2 separate regions of the Arachis hypogaea genome follow, and region 2 is linked to region 1. A link is a contact called in public Hi-C data. All regions are on one chromosome and are shown on one strand. The core of a region is the stretch at or near the end of the contact, and the rest is flanking DNA. Distances in the headings are between cores, read along the strand shown.

Evidence for each region. Hi-C and Micro-C count contacts between places; a contact is called where the count stands out from the background.
Region 2: a contact with region 1 is called in a Hi-C map of an unstated tissue, with 3 times the contacts expected there. The contact joins the enhancer-like site here to the promoter of LOC112755510 in region 1. A contact is called at or near these places in 2 of 8 Hi-C or Micro-C datasets (leaf and an unstated tissue).

Annotation. Positions count from the first base shown.
Region 1 is chr16:143,562,603-143,565,302 of arahy.Tifrunner.gnm2.J5K5, reverse strand. LOC112755510 (probable E3 ubiquitin-protein ligase RZFP34) reads left to right here and starts at 1,357. Exons shown (of 12, transcript XM_025803658.3): 1 at 1,357-2,700.
Region 2 is chr16:143,611,199-143,614,008 of arahy.Tifrunner.gnm2.J5K5, reverse strand. It overlaps LOC112755511 (sulfite oxidase), which reads left to right. Exons shown (of 13, transcript XM_072221411.1): 13 at 10-370. The coding sequence ends at 126. Among protein-coding and RNA genes, the nearest start is that of LOC112755511, 7.7 kb to the left of the region's middle. Within about 2 kb of position 1,363, at least 3 of the 3 cell types and tissues checked have open chromatin away from gene starts, as enhancers often do.

The sequences.
Region 1 (2,700 bases), core at 108-2,607:
ACTCCTACCGCCCTCTACAGTATAATCATGATAATACATATTCTCTGTAATAATTCTTACGATTTAAACATGTTTACTATGTTTTTATGGAATACATAAGCATTTTTCATAGATTCTTTGAGAAATCTTACTTAAAGATCCCCTACCACTAATCAACAAAATTGGCTGGAGTCACTTTATTTAAAGTCAAATCGAATTGTTTTCTTAACAAATATTAGAAGTGAATCTTTAAGTACATTAAAATGAGTTAGTCTATTTATCTTTTTTGAACGAACATAATTTTACTTTTAAAATTAGATCCGTTTAAACTTTGAGTTAAATAGAGGAAACTTAATCAATCTAAAAGATAACGGATTAAATAGATGACTAATTTGTTTATTTTATTTATTTTTTAATCTAATATTTTCTTCAATATTTATCCTAATCCGACCTAAAGACCTAATCTACTCACTAAATTTTTTTGTTCAAAGTTTGTAGTATAAAAAGTGGCATTTTTTAAAATTTTCTTAGTCTAAAATCGAAATTTTTGTCTATTTTTTAAATAAAAATAAAAAATAAGCGAGACGATTTATATAATTTGTCGGACTAATCATATACAATTTAAGTCTATAAATAAACAAAAATTAAAGATCAATCCATGTAATTTGCAGATTGGAACGTACATTATTGAACTAGCCCTTTTAAAAATTCTTGCTCCAAATTATGGGCTTATGATTGATAGACTAAGTATAGATTCTTCATGTGACGACTTGGGTACCCTAACTAAATCAAGAAACATGAACAACATTGGACTTGAGTTGTAATTAGATTCAATGGTTGGTAGTCAAGTTTAGTTAGTTAGTTATTCTAACTTGTATACAAAGTAAACCAAACTCATGGTATAAAAGATGATGTGATTTCATTCCATCACCTTCGAAAATAAATTCAAGCTAGTAGTTTTCTCCCTTCTAATGACCCCGCTGCCAAGCCGCAACTACAATTAACAATGATTTATTGAAATTCATTTCAAATATAATGAGTACAATAATGTCTTTAACATTATACTTAAATTATTAAAAAAATAAATAGATAATATTTAATAATTTAAGACAACTCACCATGGTAACACTAAATCAGGTTACCTCTTTTATCTTTATTCTGATGACTGGTCGGTAAACGGTAAACTCTGTTCCTTTGTCCGAAAGTTAGAAATATGTCTGACCACAGATAGAGAATCTACACGCAATTTGAGGCAAATCCTGGCGACACGTCACCAGAATAAATGGTGTCCCATACGTTCCGATAAGATATTTTCAGGGGCAAAATCGGAATTTCAGACAAAAATGGATATAATAGCTGTCACTAGCTGACGATACCGTGTCATTTTCGTTCGCTTTCAAATCAAAATTTCTATTTTTCAATTTTGTTTTTATTTGTCACGTTCATCGTTTTCGTACAGAATTGGTCAATTTCGAACCCTCTCGAAAGAAAAAACTAGGTCTATAAATAGCGCTTCAATTTTCGATCCTTCTCATATCAGGGGAGAAAAAGCGATTTGTTCGAAGGTTCGAATTGGAGCACAGAAAAAAAAAGTTTTAAGAAATCCGTCGTTGATCGATTGTTAACGCCGATCACCGTCGCCGTTCGGGGTTGTTGTTTTCTGTCAAATTCTGTTGCTGATTCCTTGAATTTCAATTATTTCATCTGTGTTTACTCCTCTGTCACTTGTTTTGTGTATTATTTGCGTTATTTTCTGTAGGTAACGTGCATGTGTTTCTTTTCTCTCTCTAATTTTTGTATGCTGTTCTGTTTGAGGTTCTGATTCTAAATAATGCGAGTCGTGAATTCTGTGAAATTTTAGATTTTTAGCTGTTGCTTGTGTTGGCTGTGACATGATCAACTTTATTTAGCTGACTACCATGTTGTGCTCTGCGGTTAAGATATTCGTTTATGATCTTAGAAGCTATTACTTTTACTTAGTGAGATGGAGAGTGACATTTTTTAGTGATAGTCAATGACGTAATTCTATAGGGTATTACGTTTGGAATAAGCACCTTCAACATTGAGAAAGGAGAGGAACATTAAGGGAAGTTTGAGCTTTAAAGGCTTATTTATAAGAAGTATATGTGTTTAAATTATTCAGGTTAAGATAGTTGGGAATCTTATATAAAGAATAGGGATATATGTGAGACAGTGAAAGGTTGAGAGGTTAACAATTTAGGAGAATCAACTTGGATGAGTGATTTGGCATGTTCTGTTCCGTTTGGAAATGCCCAAATCGTGGTTTGGGCTCAAGGCTTTGCTCTGACCATGGTTTTGGAGTTTCAGACGGAAATCCGAACATGTTTTGTTAGTTTAGAAAGCTTCGATGAAGAAGTTTTTTGCAGGGAAATGCAGTTTGCAAGAAAGTGAAGCACCCAGTTGCAGATACTAGGACTTGCAGGGACACTGGTAGTTATTATTTTGAAGGGGAGAGTGGCGATTAGATCTTTTGTTGCTTTAGCCATGTCCTACCTATGCGTTACCTCGCGGATTGTAATCTGCTGTGAGATGCAGCTTGAAGCCTTATAGCCGTGTCCTTATACTTATGCTACCTTATGGTTCGTTATATGCTACACGAGTTTGATGCAGCCTGAAGCCAGTTTTGATGATGTGAAGTTTGTAACTGGAGCTCTCCTTTTGCCTGATCTGTAGAAACTATCCTATTGTTTCTCTGCCCCA
Region 2 (2,810 bases), core at 114-2,613, 49 kb before region 1:
ATTTTGCAGATAGATTCAGCTGCAAATATCCAACCTGAAAAGGTTGAAGACATTTGGAACTTGAGAGGAATATTAAACACTTCATGGCATAGGGTGAAAGTTCAAGCCGGTCACTCAAACTTATAAAGTAAATAAAAAAAAAAAATCTTGTCACTATGCAGCCTTGTTTTTTTTTTTTTGGCCTTCCTTCTCTCCCAACTACAAGAATGCTTGAAGGTTATTACTTCACAGCCAAAACTGAACACATTTTAGTCATGATTTGATAAAGGTCCTTATGTCTAAGGAGAACGAGTAATAACTAAATGCTTACATTTCTCTAGGATTGTCAAAATCTCGGTTTCTTTGAGTAATTATACTGTGTTTGGTTCTACTTGAGGATATCTCAAATTTGTTTTTGTTTTTATAGTAAAGTTTTGTTCCATATCATTAGAAATATTTTTACTCCTATTTTACTTTTCACAAATTCTTGGTAGTAGATGCTTCGGTTCTTGGTAATGGTAGTAGATGCTTCGGGGGTTATATGTATATATCCCCGATTCAAATTTTAGATGAAAAACCACCCCGTCTCTAGCCACCCCTCCCCTCCCCCTCCCCCCTCCAAAAAATAAAAAAATAAAAAAAATAAAAACTTTAGTATGAGATTTCTACTTAATGGAACAATTGTAATATATGAAAAAATTACACACAAAATTAGGGAAGTTTACATATTTTAGTTTTTATGTTATTGAAGATTTTGGATAAGAATATTCTCACGATCAAATTGAATGACTTTACGAAGTTTGTATTTTGAGTTTTTTTACCATCGATAATTATTTTTGTTTGTCTAGAATAAATTACGTCAATGGTATAGATGTGAATATGACCATTTGAACATGAGATCTTAATTTTTTTTCTTTTATAATGGATTTTTTTATTTATAAATAAAATAATATTTTAACAATATACGTATTACTGAGTGTATTTATGTTTTTACATTATTATTACTGAGTGTATTTATCTTAATAAATGAACAAATAATATCCGTACAAACCTGTTTTGATATCTTGAAGAACTAACTACGTCATTGATGTCCTTTTCGTTAAACTTGTTTAGAACTTTCCATAAATGCATAACATTTGGATTAACATTCTTTAACATATCATAACATGGAGTTGTCTATTGTAGGAAAAGTAGAGGCTGGTTCTTAGAGGACCTGTTTGGAATATGCTAAGATTGTGGTTGTCATTCGTGCTGTACATGAGAGTGGTATCTAAAAGGTTTACCCCAAAACTTTTGATAATACGTTAGGTGCCCCATGTGATTAAGGAAATGAATGATGATGTGGCGGCTGTTTAAAAGAGTGGTATTGTGTGGGCTAGGAATCACAGACTGGACTAGCGTTGGACATGTATAGAATCGGTAAGGCCCATGCAGTGATAAGCTCATGGCACCCCAAAAGAATCGGCCCGTCACAAAGAATGGATTAAATGTGAATTAAAAAATGAGTTTCCTTATGAATTTGAAGTTGGACAATGTTAAAATATTAATTCAATAATTAATAGAGATGGTTGTGGTTATTTTTAATTTTTATAGTCGTCGTTCTTGTTACCCGGTTACCCATTAGCGCATTAGTATTTTAAATTTTTTAATTAAACTGTTTTTAAAAATGAGTAAATAATTTAAATTTGTAGTGTTTTTTTATTAGTAATGTTGACATGTGTGAAGGATAATATATACTTTTTATAGATATAATTTATATTTTTTTTGCCTTATTTCAAAATGATTTCTATGTTTTTCATATATATTTTTAACCTATTCTGATCCTTTAAAAACCTTAAAATACTTTTTTCACGATAGGAGCGTCCTCATAATATTCTGCCATCTTTATATGTATGTAACTAAAAACAGACACTACTTTTTAGGAGGTAACACTCTTAAACAGCTAAAGACATCACATAAAGGTTAGACGTAATTTATATATCAAGGTTAGGGATAAATGTTTTGCTACGTAGATTTAAGTATTTAACAATATTTTAATCTCATTTGCTGTATTATATTTGTGGGTTCACGTGGCATGCAATGGGAGTATGCACTTGTCGAGCAAATAGAGTTTTATTTATTAAGCAAAGAACTACTTACTACATTTGTATTATTTTTTAAACGATAAAATATATTTTTTGTTCTTAAAATTTGTTAAAAATTTTAAAAATAATATTTATTTTATTTTATTTTAATTTTATTTAAAAAATTTTTAATTTATATTAAATATATATCTGACGAATAATATTTTAAAATATTTAAGATGAATTTAATAATAATTTTATAAAAATAATTTTTATTATAAATAAATTAAATATAAATATCATATATATTGTTTGATTAGTTTTAAATTTTTTAAAAATTTAAACGATCAAAAATATATTTGATATAAATAAAAATTTAAAAATAAAAATTAAACAAAATAAAATTTATAAATATTTTTAAAATTTTTGATAAATTAAAAAAATATTTTATCCTATTATATATTAGTAGAAATAGATTGGTCCCTACTCCCTACTCACCTTTGCACGTAGAAGATAAATACAAGTGTTACTTAATTACTTAGTTGGGTCAACAATCTTACAATGATTGACCTTGTTTTTTTAAATTTTATTATACAACGATTTAGGTCTACATAAGATATCAAGTCATGTGTGTCACGACTCACGAATGCATTATTGAGAAATGAGAATTATTGACAACGCGCTTTCCACTTGTCTATAACTTTCGCTGCTCATTATTTTTAATATGACAATGAAATTAGTGTATTGCTGAGTTATATAGGCTTGAGA